Regions from separate parts of the Rattus norvegicus genome. Here region 1 is linked to region 2. Evidence: chromatin contacts called from public Hi-C data. All regions are on one chromosome and are shown on one strand. Each heading gives the region's core, a stretch centred on a gene start, on an enhancer-like site or on the middle of the called end of the contact. The rest is flanking DNA. Distances are from core to core; before and after follow the strand shown. Region 1 has its middle 24 kb from the start of Tmem230. Region 2 holds the start of Slc23a2 (solute carrier family 23 member 2).

Region 1 (6,322 bases), core at 318-2,817, 81 kb before region 2:
ATCCCTAGAACCTATCTCAGATTAAATAAATAAAAAAATCTATCATTAAACAAAGATTCAGGATATTGGTAGAACATTAAGACCGTCTGTGCATAGGTTCCTATGTGACCACACAAACCACATGCTGGCAACACTGATCCTGCCTATAATTGATGTACTGGTCCCCTCCCTTCTCCCTTCCCTTGAGTACCTTTCCCTAATCACATTCCGGAGACCACACTTCCCTGGGGCAGCAGTGCTTTGTGTGTGGTCCATTTGTGATCTGGTCACTCAGATGTCATCCTCCATGCTCCTGATCCCTGAATCTGATTTGTTTTCCTTCTAAATCCTCACCACCAGCTGTCACAGTATATACTACACTGTATATGTACACACACACACACACACACACACACACACACACACACACACACATTTACTGTGTCCCCTTGCTAGAGTGTAATGCACAGAACTACAGACTTATTTAGTTTGTATCACTTCAAATTCCCAAGCTGCTGTTAACTATGTTTACCGAGAGCAGTAAGTGAATCAGAGAGTACATAGCATGCATCTGCTATTGGTGGGCCTATCCACCCCGCCAGGTCATGTCTGTCCAGTCTTTGCATCACACCATCCCTAGAGTATCTGCCTTAGAACACTCCTTGTCCAAGGGAACAGATGTTAGGGGTGCGCTTGGGATCGTGATGGCGTTCTAAAGCATGACCACACAGAATACCATGAGGTTCTGTGCTGTGGGGAAAGAATTCTTCTTAAAAATCACCTTTGCTAGCTGGGCATTGGTGGCCCACACCTTCAATTCCCACACTGGTGAGGCAGAGGCAAGTGATCTCTTCAAGTTCCAGCCTGGCCATCAGGCAGAGTTTCAGGATAGCCAAGACTGCATATAGAAAGAGTCTGTCTTGAAAAAACAAAACTCAGCTGGGTAGCAGTGGTGTACTCTGGGGCAGAGGTAAGCAGGTCTCTATAAGTTCAAAGGCCACCTTGGTCTTCAGAGTGAGTTCCAAGATAGCCAGGGGTACACAGTGAAACCCTGTCTCAAAAAACAAACAAACAAAACAACAAAAACAACAAGTAACAAAAACCAGTTTTACTAGGGCACAATTGACATAAAATATACTCGATCCTAACTTCATAGCTGGAGGAACTCAGATATATGTACATACCAGCATTCTACGGAATTTTAAAATTATGCTTAAGAACCATAGTGTTGCACTTCCTAAATCAATCACATTTATTTGTGCATTTATGTGTTTCCTCTATTTACGCATGTGCATGTGTGAGTGCAGCTGTACACTGTGGCAAAGACAGCTCTGGGGAGTCTGTTCCTCACCTTCCATGTGGGATGAGGGGACTAGCACAGACTGTCAAGTCTGAGCCATCACGCTGGTCCAACATTAGCATTTCAAGTCGCAGATCTGTCGTGTTAACATGCACACTGCTGTGCACTCTGCCTCTAGAACCCTTTCATCTTGCAAAACAAGCTCTCCCCTCAGTCAACACCAGTTCCCTTTCCCCCTCCCCAGGGAAAAGATTCCTTTTGAGTCACCCTTGTAAGTGGAGCATTCAGGATATTTAAAGAACTCCTGAAAACGATCCCAAAATACAGCTGCTTCCAAAAAGAGCCAGTGATTCATCCAGGGCTCGTGAGAGTGCAAAAATTTAAAAACACCACTTAGTTTGACTAAAATTTAGAAGGGATTTGGGAACTGCTGTTCTGAATACTCCTCTGACCAGGGTTGAATGACATGGCCAGCCCTTCCTGTGTCAGCATAGTCTCCAGTTTTCTCTCCCTCCTCGGCAGCCTGCAAGCACCAGTGATTATGCACTGGGTCGTTCTTTCTTTTACAGTCTTCTTCCTGGCCTCCCCAAACTGGCTGACCTGTTTCTTCCTAAAAACCCAAGAGAGGGCTCTCAGGTCTCTAATGGGTCTGTTTGAGTCTGCTGGCCACAATGACCAGAGGAACGAGCCTGTTTCTTGGGAGTGAACTTCAGTTATAAGGTTACTTGACCTCTTTCTTGATCATCAAACAGCCCAGGGAGGTTGGAGTCAAATTCTCAAGATGCTTCAAGCTCACGTCCATGACCAGTTCTTCTCTAAGAGCCCCAAGTAGAGACATCCCAGGATCTGTCCTGCCTTGCCACCATGGATCATGCGTGTGGGCTTCCCTGGGCCATCGCCATGGGCAGAGAAACCTGCTCAAAAACTCCACAATTACAAAGTGGAAGTTGGTTAGTTTTACTCAATGCCAGCCTAAGACGAGAGACTTGACTATTTAACAGGCCCTCCTGAAAGGCTTTTGATCAGGGATATGAGGTAGCTTAAATTTGTAGAAAGATCTTTACATGGTAGGATAAGGAGCCCATGGCTAAGCAGATACTTATGCCTGCCACGTAACAACTGAGTTTGATCCCTGGGACACACAGGTAGAGGGACAGAACTGACCCCCCACGATTTCTCCTCATATCTCCGTGTTTATGCTGTAACACACACAGATATTAGACACCGTCAAACATCTACTGATACTAAATCAAACATTTATCTTTAAACATTTGTGATGCACATATAATCTTACCATTTATTAAACACAAAAGCAAAATTGCATATTAATGACACCGATGCTATTCTGTCTGTGTAAGGAAGTGTTGGCTGAATGTTCAACACTGCAGATGGAGAGGGGGCTCCAGGGTGTTTCAGAGGTGACTGACATTTCACTTTTACAGTGCTGAGATGCCATTTGTGTAACTTAGTAACATAAAATGACCAAAGCATGTCGAGGGCCATTTCAGAAACTGTTGGGGATCCTCTCTGAATCGCAGGTCAAATTAATTTAATATTTTTACTTCCTTTATAAAGACTTATCATGGGGTTGGGGATTTGGCTCAGTGGTAGAGTGCTTGCCTAGCAAGCGCAGGGCCCTGGGTTCGGTCCCCAGCTCCGAAAAAAAAAGAAGGAAAAAAAAAAAAGTTCAAGGCCACCTTGGGCTATATAATAAAGACTTATCATCTTAATCATGTATATGTGCTTGTATCTGTATGAGGGTATTAGAAATAAGTTTGAGGTCACAAAAGAAAGGACCCACCATCCCAGCTGAAGTGTCTGGACAGACGAACGTTGCTCTCGATCAAGAGAGAGTGCTCAGAAGAGCAAATACACGTAGATAGGAATTGCATCTGGTTTTTATTCTAATTCAGGTGGTGGATGTGATTTTCCTCATTGGCTGGGGTCTGACCTCACAATCTTATTCAATTGGCTGGTTGGTCAGTAATGAATTGGCACACAGGGATGTGGACAAAAGGGAAAGGAGGCTCTGCACTAAGACGGGGGTCACTGCTCCAGGACATCAAATCCTAGAATAGAACAAAGGTTTTAATGAATCAGAGGAAGCAAAACACTTGCGTGAACATCTTGCGTGAGGGAGATAAAATATTTTTATTCCTTGTCCTTGTTGTATAGGATTTAATAGAAAAGACTCATAGATGTTATTTCTTACAGATGTATGTGCTGGTGCCCATGGAGGTGAGAGGCATCAGATTCCCCTGGAACCTGGGTCCCAAGTGATTGTGTGAGTGCCCAGTATGAGTACTGGGACCCCAAATAAGGTCCTCTGTGAGAGCGGTTCATGCTCTTAGTCACGGAGCCATCTCTCTAGTCCTTTGTATAACAATTTAAAAATAATAATAAGGCTTAACACAGCAACTCAAGCAAAGGTTTTAAAGTCTTTGATTATTGTGTTTCTCTAGGAGCGGAAGACTGTGTATGCTCTGGGGCTGGAGAGATGGCTCAGGGGTTAAGAGCACTGACTGCTCTTCCAAAGGTGGTGAGTTCAATTCCCAGAAACCACATGGTGGCTCACAGCCATCTGTAATGGGATCTGATGCCCTCTTCTGGTGTGTCTGAAGACAGCTATTGTGTACTCATATGCATAAAATAAATAAATCTTTAAAAAAAAAAAAAGGACTGTGTATGCTCATTTAGACCTCTGCAGTGCAGAGCATACAGCGCTCAGAATCTATGTCCTGGTGTTTCAGAGCGCTGCTGCTGTGTGTTCAGAACCAAGGCTAGGTGACATTGCAAGTGCAGCACGGGTGAGCACCGTCAGCAATGGCTCCATGCATTAGGTCTTTTATTTTGAACTATTCTTTGGCCATTGTGCATTCAGAAATTTGCTGAATTTCCAGTGAACCTCACAGTCAGGATCCATGTAGAAGATCCTAACACAGACAGTAGAGTGCCTAGGCCTGTTGCTTTCTGAAGGCCCAGACAGGAGGCTGTCTGGCCTCCAGAGAGGAAATGGATACAAATGAATCAGCATGTTCTCATCTTGCTTTCTGACACAATTAGTCATCACTTTTCATTTCTGACCTATTAGTGATTTCTTGTTTTAGTTTCTGGCCTGATTTCTTGTAGAAGATTCAGAATGCACTGTATCAGTGCTTACCTATCATACTGCTGGGAACTTAGAGGCAAGCCCTAGTGTCTCCCAAGGGCTTCAGACACTCACATCCTCCAAAGCCGATCTTAATCTTTGTTTTCTGAGGCAGGGTTTCACTATGTAGCCTATGCTGCCCCTGATTAGATAGTTCTTTCTGCCTCAGCTTCCTGAGAGGGGCGATTACAGGAGTTAACCACCAGGTCCTGAATTAAATTGTTGGTACTTGTGCTAGGTTTCTGTCAACTTTATACAAGCTAGAGTCGTTTGGAAAGAGAGAACCTCAACTGAGAAAATGCCCCCATCACATTGACCTGAGGCACACCTGTGGAAGCATTTTCTGGGTAAAATATTGATGTGGGATGCTATGGCCCACTGTGGAGCAGTGCCACCCCCGGAGCAGCTGGTCCTGGGCTATATTAGAAAGCGAATCCCGTGAGTCATGAGGAGCCAGCCCAGAAGCAGCGTACCTGCATGGCCTCTGCTTGGGTTCCTGTTTCCAGGTTCCTGCCCTGATTTCCCTCACAGAGCATGTATGACGTGGGAGGAGTGAGAGAAATAAGCCCCTCCTCCCCAAGCTGGTTATGGCTAATGTTTTATTATGCAGCAGAAAAGGAAACTGAGATAGGATGTTCAGCATTCTCTCTCTCTCTCTCTCTCTCTCTCTCTCCCTCCCTCCCTCCCTCCCTCCTTCCTCCCTTCCTCTCTCCCTCTCTACAAGAGTTTTGGGGTTTTTTATTGTTTATTTTGGTTGATATTGTTCTAGCTGGCTCTGGCCTCCTGGGCTCAAGTGCCCTTCCTGCTTAGGGACCCCTCCCCACCCCCACCCCCACCCCCACCCCCACCCCCACCCCCACCCCAGTAGCTGAGACTACAGGCTCTTACATTACCCCCAGCTATTCAACCTTTACTTTTTTAATAGTGTTTATAGATAAATACCGTAAAACAGTTTTCAATGATAAATAAAAGTGAACATGTACTCCACTCTCCTAACCATGTTTGTGTATCACACTCCAAGTTTTGTCAGGAGACATTTTTAAAGTGTATGAATGTTTTGCCTACATATAGACAGACAGACAGACAGATGTAGATATAAATATAGATGTGGCATGGTTATGGCTGGTGCCCTCAGATGTCAGAAGGAGACATTGGATTCCCTAGAACTGGAGTTAAGGGTGTTCGTGAGCTACCGTGTGGGTGCTGGGAATTGAACCCAGGTCCTTTGCTTGAGTAACACGTGCTCGTAACTGTGGAGTGCCAATGGCTTATATTCTTGAACATTTTTATTATCACACTTGTAGTGTACATGCTGTTCTTCATGCCAACTTTATAAAAGTATTTCCATGAAAAATTAAAAAAAATATTTCTAAGCTGGGCAGTAGTAGCCCATACCTTTAGTCCCCACACTCGGGAGGCTGAGGCAAGAATCAAATCTCTGAGTGCAAGGCCAGCCTGGTTTACAGAGTTAGTTCCAGGATAGCCAGGGCTACACAAAGAAGCCCTGTCTCAAAATAAACAAACAACAAATAAACAAAAACAAAACAAACAAACAAAAGAAACAAGGAAGGAAGGGAGAGAGAGAGAGAGAGAGAGAGAGAAAGTAGATATTTCTAGGCTTATTTGGAAGTTTCCATAGTCATAAATAATTTAGAAAGAACAGCAACAATAAACTTTTAAAATATTTTCAAATTATCAGCCCTCTCTTTTCTCTCCCTATCAGAATATTTGTATTTATCTCACACAGAGACATGACCTGCGGTGTGTGCATATGCCTCAGATATCTATCTTTCCATATGTTTCTTTCTCTACATGCAGATATTGATATCTACGTGCGTTCTGTTATGATGTCTCTTTCCCTGTACTTATAACCCATACTCAAACCCCACCTGCCT
Region 2 (7,282 bases), core at 4,569-7,068:
CTAGCGTGTGGAAAGATTCTGAGAACTGATGTTCTCAGTTAGACTTTGATAGACATTGCCAAATCATAGTCTAATAAGTGAGTCCATTTTCCTTTTCCTCTACCATTAATGATGCCAATTAATCTCTGCCCATCTGGTAGGTGGAAATATTAATGACTAAGTTTTTGTTCCTTCTGGGAGAGATCCACCAGTCCTCAGAGATCAGTGGGTAAGCCCTGTCCTTCCAGGTCAGCTCTTCTCTACTTGTTCCCAGGCTAGACCCTTATCTGGATAGATAATTTCCTACCCATACTCGGATCCTTGTGATCCATATTCTTATCTTCCTATCTGCATAGTTGGCTTTTCATGCAGATTTCTCATTCACACTCCTAGTTATTACCAGTCTTTGGAGGACACTGCCTTTTGGCTTCTGGCACACACAACCACGTCCTCCTGGTGGTAGCCTGGTGGTGCAATGCTATTTATTTCATGGTCCAACAGTACAGTGTAATGGTTCTTGGCCTTAAAACAGAATGAAGAAAAAGATTGTATCAGCACATACTTGTCACCCCAGCACTGAGGAGACTGGGGCAGGAGGATTGCTCCAAGTTCAAGGCCAGAGTAAGACCTTGACTCTAAACACCAAAACAAACCCAAAAACCCCAAACCCCAAACTCTCAACCTTTAAATACAACTTGGATATATGATAAAACAGAGATGATTCCTTAAAAAAAATTATGCTAGGTGAAAAATGTTAGAAAGGAAAGACGAGAATTGTCTGATTCCATTAATGAGACGCCTAGAGTGGGCAAATTCATAGAGAGGAACCGTGGTGACCAGGAACTGAGGAGAGAGGTACTTGTCATTTAAAGTGTATAGAGTTTCAGTTTGCAGATGAAAACTCTGGAAATGGATGGAGTGATGGTTCTAAAACATGAGGAAACCTGACAATAGCAAGTATTGTTAGGAGTTGTAAAGGGCAGGGCATCGTGAGAGAGAGAGAGTGTGTGTGTGTGTGTGTGTGTGTGTGTGTGTGTGTGTGTGTGTGTGTATCCTTTAACCTCAGCACTCAGCAGCAGAAGCAAGTGATCACTGACTTCAAAGCCAGCCTATGTAGCAAGTTCCAGGGCAATCCAGGCCATACAGTGAGACCCTGTCCCAAACAAACAGCCTTGTCCCCATCCTCCCCCTCCCAATCAAACTGCACAAAACCAATCCTGTATGACGAGTCTATCTATTCTGTGTTCACAGTGGACACATCTAAAGAGAGAGTGTGGATCTCGTGGTTATCAGGGACAAAGGAAGAAGAGGGGATGAGACTATAGGCCTGAAAGTGCTCTAAAATGAAGCAGTAGTGATGGTTGTACCAGTGAACTCTATTTTTAGGTAGAAACTGTTATGGCGTGTGAATTTTATACATCAATTTACAAAAAGAATGCAGGGAGATAGGTAGGGAGAGGGCTGTGTGAGACACAGTTCCATTTCTACTCTTCATTCCAGAGACACAGAGGCTGCTGTGTAGCCTAGGCCGGCTTTATCACTCCATCCTGCCTCAGATCTCGAACATTTGAGATTATGGGCTTATTTTCAGGTCATTACTTTTGTTTGTTTGTTAATTGAAGTACTGTTGCAATGAAGAACACTGAACTAGAAACAAAGGAAGGAAGGAAGGAAGGAAGGAAGGAAGGAAGGAAGGATGGAGGTAGGGAGGAAAGGAGGAAGGGAGGGAGGGAGGAAAGTCACTAGGGTGGTAGTCCTCTTCATTTAAAGGCAGAGATTGTTATGTAAGGTCTTTGGGGATTGGAGGCCAGCCTGGTCTACATAGCTAGTTTCAAACCAGTCAGAGTTACTTACTGAGACCTTGTCTGAAAAAAAAAAAAAGAGATTAAAAATAAGGAAGCAGTCATTTTAGGCAGTTCTCACAGAGTTGCCTCAGGCTGTAGAGTGGAGCTCTGCTGGCTTGAAGCCAAGGTGAGTGGTAAGTTCTATCTCTTGCAAGCACTTGCCCAGCATTAGGTGAAGGGACCTTGAAACAGTTTTTCCTATCTCTCAATCCAATCTCTCCAAAATTAAAAATGTCTTCCCTAAATCGTTCTGAAGAGACAACTCAGAGTTAATGGCCGGGGTTGGGGATTTAGCTCAGTGGTAGAGCGCTTGCCTAGGAAGCGCAAGGCCCTGGGTTTGGTCCCCAGCTCCGAAAAGAAAAAAAAAAAAAAAAAAAAAAGAACCAGAGTTAATGGCCTAGAAGGAGACTCAGCAAATGGGGGATCAACTGTTTTCCTTTGTATGAGCTAAGAATGTATTTTTATACTTGAACCGCAACTAAGTAAAATCTTAGCAAAATACTGTACTCAGGAGGTCAGGCGCTATTGCAGTGGTAGAGCATTTGCCTACCTGGGTTCCACACCTTGCTTTCCCAAAGGAAAAGAATATACTTACTATACTTAATTATACAATTATATATATATATGTATGTATTTTTATGTATTTTTAATTTCATTTAAAAAAAAAAACAAAACAAAACCAACCCCAAAACTACAGGGATTTGATTTTGGTCCTTGATGCACAAAATACAAAACATTTTACTCTTTGGCCTTTTCCAGAAACAGTTTGTTTTAGCTAAACACCAGAGAAATGTTAGAAATACTACTGTATTCTAAGTCTGTACAAAGATGGATTAGCTGCCAGCTACTGTCACTTCTCAAGGATAAAATAGCCTGTGTATGAGGGGAATGTCAATCAAATTAACCAGTCATAAAACTCTCTTGGTAGGTTCTGTAAATTTGAGCTTAGAGAAGTTAATGAGGTTAGGGGACAGAATCATGCTTGTAGCTCTTGTAATAGGAAAGGAAAATAAAGGAGAAAGGAAGTGAGAAGAAAAATGCTGGTGTCGTTTTTGAATTGATGATGATAAAAAAAATGCTAATTTGTAACAGCGACTTTGAACACCTGTGTGTCGCTGCACTGAGTGAATCTTTTGTATGCATGCCTGCACTCGGTCCTCATTAGAGCTTTGAAAAGCTGAAGTCAGGGAGACCCTTGATGTCACCTCCAGCCTGCCAGCGGTAAAATGCAGTACTTTGTCCAGGAAAAAAAAAAAAAAAAAAAAGGCATGAGATTAGAAAGTCAAGGGTCTTGCGTGTTATGCTTTGGAAGGGACTGGATTCTGTTTATCTTTGCTGGGTCATTATTTAGACAAAGGGGCCCTGAAGGAGTCTCAGAAGGGACGTCGGATGGTCAGCTGTGTTTTGAGGTGATAACAAAGATGGTTTTAGGAGGCACCTCTTAAGTCAAGAGGTCGGAGAGTTAAGAGCAAGAGAGAGTCTGTATCCGTGGTTACAGAACAAGCTGCAGGTGACTGGGTGGACACAGAGTGGAAGACAACTCCAGGGTTTTTGGTAACAAAAAAAAAAAAAAAAAAAAAACGAAAACTCAGAGAACATCCTGTGAAAGAGAGATGAGTCTAGGGATGACTCACAGCCACCCCTACGGAGTACGGGGGACGGTTTCTGGGACCCCTCTCCCCAGGATACTGAAAGCCTCAGATAGGCTAGACTGGTAGTCTTTCTATACAATGTCACACTTTGCCTATAACCTACTGCAACCTGTGCAGACTATTGTAATTCCAAAGGCAATGCAAATGCCATGTAAATAATTGTGTAATGTGAAGGACCGAGTGGCACAGTCAAGGCTCTGCAAACGTTCAGTACAAAAGTACCCTAAATAATCGTCCTGGCACTCTCAAACCAGGAATTATTCTAATGCTTGGAAAGTTTTGATACACGGTGGTTTGACTTGGTACGTGTACACGCTGGGGGTACCAATGGTGTATTTATAGTGTCTGGAAACATTTGGGAAGTTGTCTAGTTATCACCAGACGTGCGTCTAGAAGTTCAGAAATGACTGGAAAGAGAGGTAATGGGGGAAGAGGATTGTGAGAAGCAGAGAGTGGTGGGTGGGTAGGGGACTGAGGAGAAAGGAAAGAGGGCATCAAGGAGATCAATGTCTCTAGAAACCCACGCCTGAGAAATCCTTCTGTTACTAACCTGGGTGGAAAAGTGTGGGACAGTTAGAAAGGCTGAGTGGCTTTATCGCATACAAACATCTCCAGGAGGGGTTAGTCAATGGAATGTTACTAAGCCAGGGAAGAGAGGGAAAAAAAAAAAAGATCTGTAAACAGGCAAAGGGATTTGGCACTTAGAAGGTCACAGATGACGTCTGAGAAAGAGGGAGACTGATGGTGCTTTATAGTGCTGGTTCAGTGCTGAGGGTGGGGGAGGAAGAGATACAGGAAGCCAGGGAGGGAGGAGAGAAACCGGGAATGAGGTAGAGCTTTAGGATGGAGAAAAACTATAAATGGAGAGTTAGGGAGAGGGAGACAATATACGAACAAAAATTAAGAAAAGAGATGAACTGAAGAGATAAGGGGTTCTTGATCTTGGAACAGCCCTTCTATTCCAGAAGGTTCCACACTGTTGAGCAGGACACACACATTATGTTTTAAGGGTGGCTGGAAACTCTGGCATAGAAAGAGTTGTGTGTTTCTCCGGTTCTGGTTACAGAACCATCTATTCGTTTTCAGTGGAGATGAAAAACTCACGTATGGTCTTCCAGAGTAATACTGGATTTTACAATTCAATTTACTGCTTTTTAGCTTTTTGATACAGGGGTCTAAGTAGCCCAGGCTGACTTAAAATTCATTGTCTTCCTACCTCCCCCTGCAAAATGCTGGGAGTAGAGGTGTGCACCACCAAGCCTCACTGGTTTTATTTTAGTGTGAGAAGATTTAGAGAATTACATATTGATTCTCTCAGTTCGTGCGCACTAGCCTACTTTATAAAATGCCTGTCCTTGCTGGTTACAGTGTGCCCCCAGTCCTCAAATATAAACAAGTCAGGAATTAAAATCTGCTTTTTTTTTTTTTTTTTTTTTTTTTTTTTTTTTTTTTTTTTTTTTTTAGGTGAGGTCAGACGTGCTCGACCATTCTTTATGGCTCTCCGGAGTTGCTTGGGGATGGTTTAGAAAAACAACCAAGACCGTGGTTTCAAGATGGAAGACAGAAGAAAGAGCTAATTATTAGGGTTTTGTTTGTTTGTTTTGGTGGAGGTAAGGACAGTTTTCACAGTACCTTACAAATTAGTATTTTAGACCACCGCCCGCAGCATCACCTAGAAACTTCCTGGAAACGCAAATTCTGAAGCCATACTTCAAATACCCAGTTTCAGCACCTCTTGGGCTGGTATCCAGTCTTTAATGGCCCTCTGGGCAAGACTGCCCAGCCTAAGAGCTATGGGTTAATCGGCACACAGCCTTTTGACTCAACTGCCTAAGCGCCCATCCAGCAGGCATCCCCTGGGGGGCACTTGAGAAATACAGAATCGCAGGCTGCCCCCAAACCCGCTTTATCAAAACACACGCCCCAGAGATATCAAGCCTGGTATCTTCTCCCGCGTCAGCATAAGCAAGGAGGATCTCTTTCCCAGCGAGTTCGGAAGCCGGCGTGGATAAGCCGTGAAATTGCTTTAAAGCGCGTAACCCACTGGGCCGGGTGCACTGCACCCCACTCGCTGTCACCCCGCGGCTATCTCAGGACTCGGGGTCCTGCAGGGTAAAAAGGAGTCTCTGGAGAGGAGAGCGGGCGAGCATCGAGCCTCCCAGGCGGGCCCCGGAGCAGGTGTGTGGGGAAGGGTCTGCCGCTCCGCGCCCCGGGGCGCGCGGGCGGAGCCGGGGGTCGGGCGGGGAGGGGCCGGCGCGCGGGGCGGGCGGCTGCGCGGCTCCCGCCCCCGGCCCGCCCCTCCGCGGCGCCATTTTGCAGGCGGCTGCCGCGGGGACCCGAGGCGGCGGCAGGCACTGCGGCGCGAGCGGTGCGATCGGCGGGACGCGAGCCCAGCGAGCTGCAGGCAGGTGAGAGCCGGGCCGCCGCGCCCCACGCCCCACGCCGAGCCCGCGGCAGCACCTGCCGGCAGCCCGGGTTGCTAACCGAGCCCACGAGGCCGGCCCGCGCGGCCCCCGCGCGCTGTCACCCACCCGCGGCGCGGCCTGTGCCCCCACGCCGGCTCGCGCGGCCCGGTAGCCCCGGCTGCCGCGTCAGGCCGCGTGTCCCGAGCGCTCGCTGCTGCCCCGCCGGGTGCCCCGGGGGCAGCCACCGTGGGCTCCGCGTGCTGCGTGACTTGCAGCTCGCCCCTCCCCAGGTGGTGAGCCCTGCATCCCCGCGCCCGGGGATTCAGGGTCAGCCCGAGGGGCGGGGGTGGCGGTGCTGTTTCCAGTCTGGTTTCCTTCCCTCTTTGCGGAGGCGACACGGAGTAATTTTAGATGCCGCTGCTCCAACCTCGCGACCTTTCCCGCTGGCCTGCCCCGCAGGGGTCCCGGGTCGCCTTGTTGCCTCTGGTCTTGACCGAGAAATTGACATTGGAGTGTGATAACTTGAAGGTGAAGAATTGTCACCACCCTTTGGCCGGAGATGTCCCATTAGATGTGTAACCTATAGGAACTCGGCCTTCATTCAGGATGTGGGGCTTTAAGCAGGTCTGATGGGAAAAGTCCAGATTCTCTCAGCGCAAAGGGTAAGTGAGGGCAAGTGCAGAGGGAAGAAAGTTAGCTTTTTGAAGGCTTCCTGGGGATGGGGCATTTGCAGTAGCTGTTAGTCTGCTTTTTGTAGTGCTGGGAGACCGGATGACGGGAAAGATGCTATCCCTTCTGACGTTTGGGTCCTCTGAAGGAAGGAGATGTGAGGATCTGGGATCTGAGTCCTGAGACAGCCTGGTTTGAGCTGTCATTAACTGGCCATGTGACTTCCCTTAGGCAGTTTTCTCCTTTCTAAAGGCTAGCTCGGCTAGGTGGCTGAAATCTTTCTGTGTTCTGTATTTGAGTGTTACTGGGCTCAGGCCTCACCTGTTCTGGTTCTCTGCATCTGTCCTTTCATCTTGTGTGACTTTGCTGGCCTGCTCCTTTGAGGTGTTTGACCCAGGTGAAGTTTGTGAGAGGCTTCACCTCTTAGAAGTTCAGGATTCTCTACTGGGTTATAGTTGACCTTATCAGGGTCACTTTGGAATGTACAACTACTCTTTATGCTTAACTCATCCAAAAGTTAATAGCTCTGGGCAGTTGAGTCTGTGCACCTTGTTAGCTCTCATGACACATCTGGTAGTTAAAAGGAGACACTGAACATTCCCAGGCAGACATCATGGAGGCATGAGGTATCTGCTTTCTAGACAATGCCCTTTGCTTAACTGCTAACTGATCCTTTCTTTTTATATCAGGGTATATCTAACTCCTCCCCCCGCCCCTGTTTTCTTCTTGTGGG

The links. Hi-C and Micro-C count contacts between places; a contact is called where the count stands out from the background.
Region 1: a Hi-C map of the A7r5 cell line shows a contact between it and region 2, with 2.3 times the contacts expected there. The contact joins the enhancer-like site here to the promoter of Slc23a2 in region 2. A contact is called at or near these places in 2 of 12 Hi-C or Micro-C datasets (the A7r5 cell line and frontal cortex).

The regions. Positions count from the first base shown.
Region 1 is chr3:139,923,511-139,929,832 of GRCr8, reverse strand. It overlaps a transcript of Tmem230 not described here. Among named protein-coding and RNA genes, the nearest start is that of Tmem230, 24 kb to the left of the region's middle. Within about 2 kb of position 1,567, at least 49 of the 93 cell types and tissues checked have an H3K27ac peak or open chromatin away from gene starts, as enhancers often do. A contact at or near this core is called in the A7r5 cell line, where this site is marked.
Region 2 is chr3:139,845,879-139,853,160 of GRCr8, reverse strand. It overlaps Slc23a2 (solute carrier family 23 member 2), which reads left to right and starts at 5,818. Exons shown (of 16, transcript NM_017316.2): 1 at 5,818-5,883. It also overlaps the pseudogene LOC134486158.